Regions from separate parts of the Sus scrofa genome. Here region 2 is linked to region 1. Evidence: chromatin contacts called from public HiChIP or PLAC-seq data. All regions are on one chromosome and are shown on one strand. The core of a region is the stretch at or near the end of the contact, and the rest is flanking DNA. Distances in the headings are between cores, read along the strand shown. Region 1 holds the start of CD86 (CD86 molecule). Region 2 holds the start of GOLGB1 (golgin subfamily B member 1).

Region 1 (2,643 bases), core at 72-2,571:
CCTGTCCCAGCCAGCATCGATCTGAGGGAGTGTCCTGACTCCTGTCACCCACAGCAGGGATGAGAACAGTGGCCAAGGGTTTGGTGTGTGGCCATCAGGGGGAGGTGAAGTCATGGCCCGGCTAGTTAGTCAGGGGCTGTCAGTGCACTGCTGTAGGCTCGGCTCCCCTCCCCATTTGCTGCACACCTGGACCAGACCAGGTACCTTACCTCTCAGTGCTGAGGGTAGGGAAAGCCAAGCAGCAGGAGGGGTGAGCCGGGAAAAACTAAAGGCTCCCAGTCAGAGGATGAGTGGCAGGAACCTTGACTAACCCCAGTTTACAGGTGAAGAAACTGAAACTTAGACAAAAGCAGCAAACAGGGAAGATCTGAGTTTTGTGAGGCCTGACACTTCTAAAATATCTTTCGGTGGGAAAGTCTCTTTTAAGAAAAAAGAATCCAGAACGCAAAATAAAATGCCCATGGCCACAACTTGGTCACTTAACGGGGAGAATGCGATGGAGAGAAATGTCGCAGTGGAGAGAGACAGTGGCCTTAACTACTTGCGGTTAAAACAACTTCCGTATGAAAATATTACCAAGGCTTGAGACACGTGGCCACACTGTTAGGGTCCCACCTGGGGTCCTAGAAGGGCTTGGAAACAGCTAAGCAAATGAGGAGCCCCTTGGCTTCATGTAAATCAGCCAATGTGATTAGCTGAGGGTCACAGAGCAGGTGGTAGCAGGGCTGGGTTTCTTGATCCTCCCAGGAAGCAGTGCCATCTATCATCTATAGGCACAGGCTGGTGGAGAGGGCAACAGGGAGGAGGGGGAAGGTAGGGAACAAGGAAACCACTGGTCCCTACTGGAAGGAAACTTTTAGAAGCCCGTCAGCTATTTCCTAAAAGCCCGAGAATGTCAGAAATGGGCGCAGAGGAGCAGAAGAAACCTCAGGCATATCAGAGTAGGGGCCTTCCCCCAGCTCCCCAGGCACCCCAGACAGGCCCGTCTACCCTCCTTGGTGCATCCAGAAGCACGGGTGTGAGCTGTCAGAGGAGGAGGACGCACAGAAGGGGTAGGACTCCCTCTCAGGTCGGGCCTGCCATCAGCCGAGATACTCGTTCTCAGTCGCCATGCTTCCTTCCCCAGAAAGGTCTTTCTTGGGTGTGGTGTTGTGAATGGTAGCAAGGGAGGAAAACGAGTAAAACCCACCAAGTCTCAAGCCCCCAGCTTGCAAGTCAGGCTGGTCGGGAGACAGTGGGAGGATTCTAGGATTTTACAAAGCCAAAGAGTGCTTACCAGAGAGCAGGAGGACCATCCCAACGAGAATGTTTCTCAGTCCCATAGTGCTGGAGGTAAAAAAAGAAAACCTTGATTAGGAAATGAAACCGAAACCAAAATAGGACAAATGGAGTCTCAAATTCACTGAGGTCCACGGGTGTGGCAGAGATCGTACTCTGTACTCACCAAACCCATTTTCTTTTCCTTCTGGCCCCACAGACACGCCCTACTTCCTAGAACTACCCCCACCCTGCTGGAAGTTTGGTGGGCCATGTGACTGAGTTTTGGCCAGTCAGATTGTGAGCAGAGATGATGGGTGTTATTTCCAGATCCCAGGCTAAGGCCTCCTCCCTCTTGCCTCCTCTCCCTGCTTTCTTGGGTGCAACAGACCCAGAGGAGGGGTCCAGGGGCTTAGAAGATGGCAAAGCTAGTTTGCTGAAGAAATTAATAAAGCAGCTCTTGACACCGCCCCACAAAAAAAAAAAAAAAACTTTTATTGTGTTAAGCTTATAAACTTTGATGGGTTATTTACTGCAGTTTGTAGCATTATTTATCTTAACTAGTCAATGAGCAAGGGGTGGGGGCCACACTGAAAATATTTGTGTTTTCAAGACTGGTACTCTAACCCCTGAACTACAGAGCCAACCTGTAGTATTTATGCATAGAAATAAACTTTTTTTTTGACATTCCTGAAATTTTCAAACTAATGTGCTCAAAAATCATCTTGGGAAGGCATGTGAAAGCAATTTCCTGGGCCTTGTCCACAGAATTCCGATTTCGTAGCGTCAGTAAAACTCATGTCTGACAAACTCACAGGGGATAATGATGGCACTGGCCCAAGACCCCACTTGGAGAACCACTGCACCAGATGGTTCACTTAATCCATGTGATGGAGCCAAGGAAAATGATGGGCATTGCTTTGTAACCTCCATCCTCTCTTTCTTCTCTTGCCCTCCATCTTTCTTCATTCATCCACTTACTCTGACTTAGACCAAAAAGGCCATAGAGTGCCTTACGGAGAAGCACAGAATAGGAAAGATGATCAACATTACAAACCAAATGAAGGGACACAAAACAGAGCCTAGTGCAAGGCCGGTGCTAAATATTTGCCACAGAAATCTACCCACCTTGCTCAATGTGGATCACAAGTTTGGCTTGTAGCTTTTTAACAGAGTGAAAAGGAAAAGCTGATGGGTGAGTTAATTTATAGATCTGGCATGAGATTAAAAACAAACCAGTCCTGGGAGTTCCCGTGGTGGTGCAGTGGAAACAAATCCGACTAGGAACCATGAAGTCGTGGGTTCAATCCCTGGCCTCACTCAGTGGGTTAAGGATCTGGCATTGCTGTGAACTGTGGTATAGGTTGCAGATGTGGCTCCGATCCT
Region 2 (2,643 bases), core at 56-2,555, 290 kb after region 1:
TCGCCAAGTCCAAGAACAGTACACACTAATTACAGGGGACTACAATTTAGATGGTCACCAGAAAATGCCTTACTGATGTTTGATCCACAAAGATTTATGTAATAAACATTAGCACGAGGATGCATAGGGTGGGCTGAGTGCCTGACACACAGTAAGTCTCAATAAATTCAAATAATACTAATTGTCAAGGGAGTCCCTGATATCACAGGAGCTGGCTACTTTTATTCCTTTCCTTAGAGGCTCTGTGACTGTTACTGGAGCACCTCACTGACTCCTGTCCCAGTACCAGAGCCCTCAACCCTCACCTGCTTAAGGGCCAGTTCTGACACCACTTATTAAAAGGCATTCTCTGGTATTCACTACTTTCCCTCTAACTCAAATCCTTAGAAACATCTCTGATCCTTTCATACAGATGCCAAGTTCTACCTAGTCCGAGTCACATTAGTAAGTCGCTGTTTGTGAAAGTCACTTTAATCTGGTTCTCATTTTTCATCAGTAAAATGAAAAAGTCATATTAGATGTCCTACTTTCCGGTCTAATATTTTATGACTCTAAGAGCAAAACCCACATTCTTTTTTTTTTTTTTTGTCTTTTGTCTTTTTGTCTGTTGTTGTTGTTGCTATTTCTTGGGCCGCTCCCGCGGCATATGGAGGTTCCCAGGCTAGGGGTTGAATCGGAGCTGTAGCCACCGGCCTACGCCAGAGCCACAGCAACGCGGGATCCGAGCCGTGTCTGCAACCTACACCACAGCTCACGGCAACGCCAGATCATTAACCCACTGAGCAAGGGCAGGGACCGAACCCGCAACCTCATGGTTCCTAGTCGGATTCGTTAACCACTGCGCCACGACGGGAACTCCAAAACCCACATTCTTATACCCTCCTCACAGCTCATTTAGCAATCCTAATGGCAGCTGGTTTCTGCAGTGCAGAGTCTCCGCGAAAGCCCAAGCTACAATGTCGATCAGTTTTGACCAACCCCGCGGAGGTATCAGAAGCAATAAGCGCAGCCACTTTACTTTGGAAACACCTGACCTTACCAAGAAGGCCCGCCCTCCCGGCATTTCCGGCTCTTCCCCAAATTTTCTTCCGGAACACTTTCTCGGGTCTGACTCCACCCCTCCTCCACTCTTTAGAGTCTATTGGCTGTTTCTTTGAGGAAGCGGAGCATTTCCTGACTTTGATTGGTCTCGGTCATTGTTGACGGGTTAGGTACAAACAAGGCGTGCCTGGTCTCCCTGGTAACGCCCTGTCAATAGCCCTGATTGGTCCATATCCTAATCCCAGTTTCCGTCCCAACAGCGAGTGGTTGAGTCCGGCAGCGGGGCGCGGCGGAGGTGGGTGTCGTGTACGGGATTCCCGAGCTGACGTGGCTTAAATTTGGGAGGGGGGCAGCTGGAGCCTCCGGCAACAACCTCTTCCAGGTGAGTGGGGGATACTCCCCAACTCCTCCCTTCCTTGAGCCTTGTAACGGTCACCCCCACCACAAGGCCCGCAGGTCTGCCGAAGCAGCCACACTCGGGTCCCCTCCCTGTCCCGCCTCTCCTGATTTAGTCCTGGATCCGGCCCTTTAATCCACCTTCCTTCATCTACAGGGCCTGGTTCCAATTGTTTACTCGCCGGCTGGCGCCGCCGGATGGTTTCAGGGTCGCCCTACACGGCCTCCAGGCACATATGCACTGTCCGCCCCCTCCTTTGGACTTTTCTCCTCTGGGATAGGCGGAGAAAGGCGCTCGGGTCAGCCCTGTCCGCACAGCCTCGTTCCCTAAGCAGCCTGCTCAGGCCGACCTGTGTACGCAGCAGCCGACGTCGGAGAGAACCTGCCCGGCCCCTCTGCGGTCAGGCCCTAAACAAACTTAGTGTCTGGAAGGGGAGGCGGGAGCCAAACAAATCCAAGGTCTTGAGGGCGGAGATCACAGAAACATTGGCGCTATTAACGCAAATGTGGGTCTGTCGAAGGATCCTGGATCCTGCTACTGAGTTGCTGGGGAGGTTCAGAGAGAGGGATGATCCTTGCAATCCCATTAAGACTAAAATCCCAGGAATCGGAGGGAGGTTATTAGAGGAAAGGGAACCCTGAAGAAAGTTCTGGAGGAAAAAGAATTTGATTTGAAAATGGAGGATGTTTATTCTGCATAACAGGTTGGTGTGTAGGAGTGTTAGGGGTAGATAACCCCCCTCGACAAATGAGGAATATATTTGTCTGACTTGAAGAGTTTCAGTTGGTCTGTGGGGAGAAGACAATTTAAGAGTAGGGCAGAGATATTTAAAGATCGCTGGATAAGTACTTTCACTTTTGGAAACAGTTGGAAGCTTTCCGAGCTTTTAAAGAATCTCACAGTTTTGTGCAAGATAGCACTAGAGAGCTCACTACAGAAAGGCTGGAGGCCTTTTCAGAAGCACGAAGTAATTAAATTTGGATGATCAGAATGATTATGAACTGTCAAAATCAGTAAGTGTTCTTTTGGAAGTGACAGGATATGGTCATGGAATAGATATAGGGAAGAGTTGAAGAGAATTCAAAAATTGCAGACATTGTACACTGACTGTTTCACAGCTTTTACGTTTTATTCTTTGACCATGGAATGACCATTTGATGCTTTCCTCTTTGCTTGTTAAATTTGTTCGAGTACATCAGTACTTT

Evidence for each region. HiChIP or PLAC-seq counts read pairs in DNA pulled down with a chosen protein or histone mark.
Region 2: an H3K27ac HiChIP or PLAC-seq map of alveolar macrophages shows a contact between it and region 1. The contact joins the promoter of GOLGB1 here to the promoter of CD86 in region 1. A contact is called at or near these places in 1 of 47 Hi-C or Micro-C datasets (embryonic fibroblasts) and 1 of 2 datasets of contacts at active chromatin or transcription factors (alveolar macrophages).

Annotation. Positions count from the first base shown.
Region 1 is chr13:138,463,420-138,466,062 of Sscrofa11.1, forward strand. CD86 (CD86 molecule) reads right to left here and starts at 1,322. Exons shown (of 6, transcript NM_214222.1): 1 at 1,277-1,322. The coding sequence starts at 1,322.
Region 2 is chr13:138,753,498-138,756,140 of Sscrofa11.1, forward strand. GOLGB1 (golgin subfamily B member 1) reads left to right here and starts at 1,306. Exons shown (of 23, transcript XM_021070274.1): 1 at 1,306-1,336.